Linked DNA regions of Rattus norvegicus: regions 1 and 3 are each linked to region 2. A link is a contact called in public Hi-C data. All regions are on one chromosome and are shown on one strand. The core of a region is the stretch at or near the end of the contact, and the rest is flanking DNA. Distances in the headings are between cores, read along the strand shown. Region 1 has its middle 270 kb from the start of Epha4. Region 2 holds the start of Epha4 (Eph receptor A4). Region 3 has its middle 320 kb from the start of Epha4.

Evidence for each region. Hi-C and Micro-C count contacts between places; a contact is called where the count stands out from the background.
Region 1: a contact with region 2 is called in a Hi-C map of kidney, with 3 times the contacts expected there. The contact joins the enhancer-like site here to the promoter of Epha4 in region 2. A contact is called at or near these places in 3 of 12 Hi-C or Micro-C datasets (Schwann cells, kidney and liver).
Region 3: a Hi-C map of the A7r5 cell line shows a contact between it and region 2, with 2.0 times the contacts expected there. The contact joins the enhancer-like site here to the promoter of Epha4 in region 2. A contact is called at or near these places in 2 of 12 Hi-C or Micro-C datasets (the A7r5 cell line and frontal cortex).

Annotation. Positions count from the first base shown.
Region 1 is chr9:86,133,251-86,135,950 of GRCr8, forward strand. No RefSeq gene overlaps it. Among named protein-coding and RNA genes, the nearest start is that of Epha4, 270 kb to the right of the region's middle. Within about 2 kb of position 1,306, at least 2 of the 93 cell types and tissues checked have an H3K27ac peak or open chromatin away from gene starts, as enhancers often do. A contact at or near this core is called in kidney, where this site is marked.
Region 2 is chr9:86,405,348-86,408,047 of GRCr8, forward strand. Epha4 (Eph receptor A4) reads right to left here and starts at 1,350. Exons shown (of 18, transcript NM_001162411.1): 1 at 1,204-1,350. The coding sequence starts at 1,294.
Region 3 is chr9:86,724,993-86,727,692 of GRCr8, forward strand. No RefSeq gene overlaps it. Among named protein-coding and RNA genes, the nearest start is that of Epha4, 320 kb to the left of the region's middle. Within about 2 kb of position 1,304, at least 3 of the 93 cell types and tissues checked have an H3K27ac peak or open chromatin away from gene starts, as enhancers often do. A contact at or near this core is called in the A7r5 cell line, where this site is marked.

The sequences.
Region 1 (2,700 bases), core at 56-2,555, 270 kb before region 2:
AAGCTGTTTATATAAATGGGATATTTGCTTTTTAAGCTTTATTTACAGATTTTGCCAGATGAGCATGTACCCTGTGAACTATAATTATGGTTTTCCAGCTGTTCCCAGAAATCTTGGTATGCACAGTTTTGGAGCCTGAAGCATGCTTAAGAATCAGCCACTGGTTAGCCTAAAATAATATCAACTATTAATGACTGGTAAACCTACTGAGAACAGGCTGCTGATTCATGAAGACCGTAGAATTATAGGGGTGAATGTTCTCCTAATAAGCCCTTCCTTTTTTTTTCTCTCTACGGCAGGCTTGAATCCACTATACTTACATGAGCCTAAATAGAGGAGACATTCTGTGTTTTAAAGACCAGCCATTACAGTAATTGAGTAACTCCTTTAAGAGAATTCTATGGTGTTTCACCTCTCTTCTTTTTTAGAATATTTTTCCTTATTTGTAATCAAAAGCCTTCTGCTTCCAGTTGAAATATGAGCTATGTCTGCAATTTTTCCACTTTTTGTCGAAGTGGAATCTTTTCTGGTCTTGTTTTTCGTGGCTTTGGAACCAACTCCTAAAGCAGAGAGACCATTAGAGGCTTAGAAGGGGCACCAGTGGTTTTTTCATCCACTGTCGCTAAGCACATTCGTTTTCTTTCTAGTCTGAGCATGGCTACGTGTTTTTATTCCTAAAATATAATAACATAAATTCTCCCTGAGACCTGGATTAGGAAAAGAGGCAGCCAGTCAATATTAAGTCTAAACTGAGTTGTTCTGGTTAAGTACTAATCAGTAGGTGAAAGACCACTAGCTGGGACATCAAGTCAAAAGTCCAGAGATAATCACCTCAGGATCACAAAACCCAGAAAAATGGAGCGGGGTGGATTCCTAAACAGCTGGGGTTGAGCATGAGCCTAAGTCAAAAGCAGGGAACTTCTAAACGCTCTCTCTAGGCTCAGGTCAGAGCTGATGCCTAGAAAGTATGATGGCATAAAAGTCATTGCTGCCTCGGAAATAGGAGAAGAGGGCTGTATCAACGAGGGAGGGTTCTCCAGAGGGAAAGGACCCATAAAACCCTGATGAGTAGAGACGTATTACACTGATGTACATGATCAGTATGATTAGTCCCACAATGGTCGTCCTCAAGTTACAGAGCTAGAGAAACGAGTAGCTGTTCAGGGCAAGAAGTTAGAAGCCTCAGAGCAAAGATGAAAAAGGACTGCTGTTTAAATCTGCGGCTGAAGGCCTGACCCCGGAGAGCCAGTCACTGGTGTGAGCCTATGTTCAAAGGCTGAAGAAGCTGGAGTCACAGGACGTTGGAGTTGGATGCTCAGGGTTAATGGCAAAAAGCTCACCCACTTGAAAAGACTCCAGCGTGCCGATGGGAACCTGCTCTTCGGATTGTCACGTGTGGGTTTGGGCTTTCTTCCAGTGTTGGTTTGTGTTTCATATGCCAGTTGGACTTGACACCCAGGGCAGGTCTTCCCCACTCAGTTTGCCTGCCCACATGCCAATCATCTCTAGAAATGCCCTAGTAAACACAGACAAAAGTGGGCCTTATCTAACTTTCTAATTTTTTTTTCAGTCAAGTTGATAACCAAGACTAATGGCTACAAACTTATATATTTGCATGAAAACAGCCTTATGTAACCCTGTATAATAAACTTTGAAAAAAGAAACCAGCCTGGGCCTGAAGACAAGAACATTGAATATCTATTTAAATTGTATACTCTACTGCATCTCTGGGACATTGTACACAGCCTTTCGTATGAGCTTGCGAATGGCCATGTGCAAGAAGAGCTCACACTGGTAGGTGTTTTATTTTGCTGGACTACCATAACAAAATACCTCAGACTGGGTGGGCTTAGCCGGTAAAAATTATATATCTTGCAACTCTGAAGGTAGGAAAACTGAATCAGGAATATTTTCTTCTGAAGTCTCCTCCCTTGGCATATGAATGACTTCCTTCTGGGTGTGTCTTCATGAAGGCTTTGCTCTGTGCAGTTCAGCCCTAGTATCTGTATCTAAATAGTTCCTACGAGGTGAACTGCAATCAGAATGGACGTCCCCTAAGGGCCTCCTTTTAACTCAATGGCATCTTGAAAGGGCCTCTCTTCAGATACGACTTGTATTCTGAAAAATCAACCTATAAACTAATATTTTCCCAAGTGAGATCCTAAGATTATATGCATTCAAATGACCTAGAAGGAGGGTTTGAAAACAGATTGCTGAGCTGTAGGCAAGACCAGTTCATTCAGGCTATCTGGAGGAGGCTACGCCTAGGATTTTTCAATATTTAATTTTTTCCACTTTATTTTATATGTGTGGGTGTGTTGCCCTTATGAATGCCTACGTGCAACATGCAGGCAGCATTCATGGTGGCCAGAAAGTGTGTTAGATCCCTTAGGAATAGAGTAATATACAGTTGCAGGCTGGGATTCTAACTCAAACTCTCTGGAAGAGCCACCAGTGGTTACACAGGGTCATCTCACTAGCCCCACATCTCAAGTCTTAAGACAGTGACACCTACAATATATAATTTCTTAGTCCAAGGGTGATTGTGTTCAAATCTGCAATGATTACCTACTGCAGTAAAATTTAGCCCCTAAACTCAGTGTGGCTTAAAACAATAAATTATCTTTTCCATGATGACCCTGAAGCCGGGGGCTGAGTGCAATTCGTTTGTATATCTTTGCCTCAAGGATCCACACAACC
Region 2 (2,700 bases), core at 100-2,599:
GGAGACGGAGGATGGATGGATGGATGGATGGATGGATGGATGGATGGATGGATGGATGGAGTGGGAAGAATCGATAAGACAGATGCACAGCTAATGCGTATAGGTTGGAACACGAACAGAGGCCCGGGCCCACGTTCACACCCTGCGCACTCGCTTACCCGGCACAAATAGTCCAGGTTCATGCAGACACCCGCACCAGGCACACATTTACCCTCAAACACACACACACACACACACACACACACACACACACACACACACACACACACAGGAGGAGGAAGAGAGACAGAGACAGACAAAACAGAGAATGCTCTCTTCCCTCTAGGCCCATTAGAAACTAAATGGTCACCACCTCTCCCCTCACCTCGGACAGAAAAACAATCCTTCCAGCACGTCTCAATAGATAAACAGAAAACAGCACCAAGAAAGAGCGGGTCCGGTGGGTCATGCCAGTCCTTACAGACTAGTTCACACCATTCCAGAGAGAGAAGCTTAAAGTAGGGTATGTTTAACTCGCTGACTGCTCCTCTAGGTTTGCTGGATGATCTAAGGATCTGGGGTAGGGGAGAGGTAGGCCTGCGATTGCAACCTCTAGGTTGCGCGGCCCGATGGAGAAAAAGGTGTCTGAGGCCCGGTGCTAGAAATCAGGTCACCGGCGCCCGCAAGCGGCGCCACCACCGCTGCGCTGCGGAGACCAGGCAGCCAGGTCCCGGGAAGCGCAGCGCTGGGAAAACTTTGCAGAAACCCGGGCTCGCAAGGCTTGGACAAGAGGCCGGGCGCGCTAAGCCTTCACTGCTCATCTGCATTTCCCTTCTCGCTGGTGCTGCTGATGAAGAGGACTTTGTTCACACGTTATTTTTGTTTTGTTTTGTTTTGTTTTAAATCCTGGTGTATCCCCCTGGGGGCTCCTGAAGCCGGCCCTGCAGGCGGATGCTGATAAACTTTGGCCTTTCACTACAAACTTGGGCAGAGTGGCAGCTTGCATCGGTCACCCCTCTCAGTTCAGACTGCCCGATCTTCCTCGTTCCCCACTTAAGAGGATCCCCTCTGTCCCGCACCCTTCTCCGGAGTGGGAACGCGAGGCTCACGCCGCGCTCTCCCCCCCCCCGCCCCCCATCCTAACTGGTTCTGAGCTCCCGAACCATTCATCAGTGAATCACCCTCTCCGGGTCCCGGATCGCGTAAGGGCTGCCCGGCTCTTACCTTCATTCGCCGGGTATACCCTAGAACCGGTGACAGCGTCGCAAATTCCAAAGAGAAACGAAAAGAGGATGAAATAGAAAATCCCAGCCATGGTTCGCCGGTGCCAACGCTGCTCCTACCGCTTCTATCCCAGTGGAATAAATGCTTAAGTTAGGAGTGCAGCAGTCTGAAGACATTGCCAAGAGGGTGGGCCCGGCCCGTGACGTACACCCGCCAGTCCGGAGCTTGCGACCAATGGCAGAGCAGAACCGGCGCCACATCTCCACCCCCACTGTGCAGAGCCCACCCCCTGAGGTCCCGCCCCCTCCAGCCTCCGCAGGGCTCAAGGTCTCCGGAGGCTGGCTCCGTAGCTGTGATAGGTCTGTTCTCCCACCGGAGCTCCGGAACCTTGTCTCGATCCTCGGGGATCGATCCCTTGGACGGCAGAGGGAACTTCGAGAGACTCCGACAGGACGGCGGGGAAGGCCAGAAAATGATGGCAGTCCTCGCCGGACCCCAAATCCGGAGCTGGGCGAGGGAGAAAAGACTCCTGTTGAGATGAAATAAGTCTGAGGTTGACCTGCACCTTGGCTCTTGCCCCATGCTGAGGTCGTCGGGTCGCTGTACTGCCCACCCCAGCTCAGGTCTGGCGCTCTCTGCTGCACGCAGACACCCTCATTGCCCGGTTTTGTGTCTTTATGGCGCTCCGCCGTGGGAAATGCTTTGGGCTGGGGGACTTTCGTAGCTTGATTATTTCTTTCCTTCTTAGTTACCCAGCCAAGGAGTCCCAGTCCTCTCCAATGTCTCCCCAACGTAGCCACTTGTCCCCAATCTTTCTATCGCCGGGAAGTGACCCCTGGTCCGGGTGTTCACGTCGACTGACCCACTACCGGACTGCGAAGGGTGAAATCACCTCGCGACAGACCTAGCTGCCGGGAATTCACTGTGCGCTTTCCAGGGAGAGTCCCTGCAACCACGTCTAGCCATTCCGGGACACAAAGGTGTAGAAGGGAAGGGTGTACGAATGAGAACACCTGCTGCACAGAATGGGCACACGGAGGGTCGCAAGCTGCCTGGAGCAGCTAATGTGGCTCTGAGCTCCTACGTCTCCCCGGTGCTGATGGGTACAGTCTCTCAGGAGACCAAGATGAGAGGCTGTACCCGCAGAAACTTGTACCACAACCCCGCGTTGTTCTGGATGCCAACCATCGACTTCCCAGGGACGCACACACCATCAGGTCACAGTCGGTCCCTCCGATGCTCAGGCCACCGGGGAAGCCAGTTGAGCGCCGACCGCAGATATCAGCTCAGCTAGCTACCTGGGGAAACTGGGTGGCTGTTCCCCAGGCGTTTAAAGGGGTGGGATTCCAGAAGACCCACCTTCCGTGCTCCCCTCAAGCCGCCCCTCTTTTGGATCCCTCCCGGGCCAGATTTCCCTTCTCCAAGTCTGAGTCTCAGCCTGAGATCTAAGGCTTAGAGTGGAGGCACTTTGCAAACAGCGAGGGCAGAGGCTCTACG
Region 3 (2,700 bases), core at 54-2,553, 320 kb after region 2:
ATTTTCACTTACTTTTTATAGTTGTTTTTCCTTTTTGAAAATTATCAAATGATAACAAAAGTTTCAAAGTAATATGGATGACTCAAGAATACCAAATTAAAAATATCTTTCCAATTGTTTAAAACATAAAGCAACAAAGCCCTTCTCCACTCCATCCTCCCCGTCTTCTATTCTCAGGTGACATGTTGATTTAAATTTGCACCAAGATATACACAGTTCCAGACCCTTCCTACGAATGTTTATTGAGAGGACATTAAGGCATAGGGAACAGAAGGGATGTGTCTGGAGAACTCAGAAAACTTAAGGGACTCAACTAACGGGGGGGGGTGTCAATGCTTGAAATCTCAGTTTGGGGGGAAGGAGGCACACCTATGAAGATCCTTGTCAGCATTAAAATGGGCGTTATCGCTGGAGTGCATGTATAGTTTATTGGGGTGGGTGTGTGTGTGTGTGTGTGTGTGTGTGTGTGTGTGTGTGTGTGTCAGTGTGCTCCTGTTTAGGAGCCTTTTACTGATCAGATAGTTATTGGTTAATCAAAATATTGACTTTTCTGGAAGAGAAATATTAATGAACTCAAGGTTTGTAGTTCTTGAATTTTTCTTCTAGGTGTTTCATAAAAATTGGATTACTCTAAAAAAGCAAAGTAAGTTTTGTCTGGATCCTCTGCCAATATACCAACAAAGGGAGGCTCCATTTGTAGAATTCTGATAGACACATCTATTTGAATATGATGTTTGACCATTATAATTAAGTAACTTACATCAAACTGTGACCCATTAAATCACAAGAGTATTCATATTACCTTTCTTCGTGCCACAAGTAGATTCTACATCAGCAACTCAAAAAAAATGCTTATTTTCCCTAAAAACTGAATTCCTCATTTTGCTTACTAACAAGACTTAATGAGTGCCTGACTGACACGCCTCACGGCTCCCCATACAGCATCAGAGTAGGTAAGCAAGGGGTTCTAATAAAAAAAATCCACATAAATTTTCAGGCCCATCGGGGTTGGGGATTTAGCTCAGTGGTAGAGTGCTTGCCTAGCAGGAGCAAGGCCCTAGCAAGGCCCTGGGTTCGGTCCCCAGCTCCGAAAAAAAAAAAATTTTCAGGCCCATGTTCCATGATCCTTCCTCTGATACCAGCACCATGAGCTGAGAATGAGCGCAGAGAGTATCATACCTCTTAAAGTCTGTCTAGTGTTGATTCAAATATTTCTGCTATAAATACCCCACTTGCCAGTATTTTTGTGGCTTTAAACATGATTACATTTGCTTGTCATATTTACTTATGACATAGTTGTTAGTACTGGGGAGATGTTTGACACTGCTTCAACAGTGCAAACCTCCAAGTTGGCAGTCTACCCTCCTCTGCTACTCCTCTCGGTGGAAAAAGGAAAGTTAACGTTTCTTCTTGCCTTCATTTGAAGCTGACTGACACTCCTCTGACTGTTCCAAAGGCTTTTGGGTTTACCCTGGAATTATTAAAACTATCAGAAAATGATACCCCAAAGTTTGGAACTCTGGCAAGCTGACTGCTTTAAACCAAAGCATACTGGGAAAACTTCTCCAGCTGTCTACTGACCCTCCCCTGCTACACACACACCCTACACCTCCTGATTGTCTTTCTCTATAAAAGTAACACACAGAAACCAAACTCCTCCCTCTATGTGAGTCATAGAGTGGAAACATTTCTCTAAACCTCTCCGTTCCTTCTGTAGGAGAGAAGACCAAAAAACCTTCCCAGTCCATCTTGCTTGGTACGAGCTATAAACCCTCACTTCTAGAAAGTCTCCTACATCATGGAGGATGGCATACATCATAGAAAAGCTGAGAAAGGAAATAGGCAGAAGTGGCTGGGGTTCCCCTCTCAGTCTGTGACTCTTATAAGTCAGAAACCCTTGACAGGTAGAGGAATTGGCCTGGATGCTCTGGCATTCTGGCAGTCTCTGAGGCCATCTTTTGAAGAATTCTACTAGACGCACCTTTAGAGACACTGTCTAATCATAATTCTACTCAGCCATTGATTCTTCACCAAGTATAATACCTTTTCACTAAACTGTCTCTGGGTCTTGAGTTATTCCTAAAGTCATCTGAGTTCCCTAAAGCTGTGATTCAGGGAATCTTCTATACTTTGTCCTTTTTCACCTGTTTCTGGTTATAGGGATGGATTGTGATCAGAAGGAGACTGATATAGATATCAGTATGAGTCAATTAAAACATGGTTGACATCAGATATCTGGGAGACTGTGAGTCAACATAAAATGGTTAACTATGCATGGCTAGGGAACAAAGTAAACAGTGTTGTAATCTGTTCTATAACTATTTTTAACCAAATGCTTCTTGTTTTGAGTGTCTTCTACAAACATGACCTGGCAGTCAGAGGGCCCAGCTTTCACCTTTGCCAGCTTGCCTACGTGTGTCTCTCTCCATGCATTTGTGCATACCTCCAAGCAGTCTGTGTGTCAGTCTGCACATGTTTATCTGCCCACCTGTCTGTGGTCCATGTGTGTTGGCATATGTCTGTGTACTTGCCTAATATTCTGTGTATCTTTAGTCAAAGTTTGTCTTGGTTCCTTATGACTCCTCTCACTTTCTCCAGTCACCCAGCCTTCCATGACACTCCTCCTTTCCTGGCATCAGAGCCCAGACCCCACAGGATGCCAGCCGTGATTTTTATATAGACAGAAGGTAGGAAGGAATG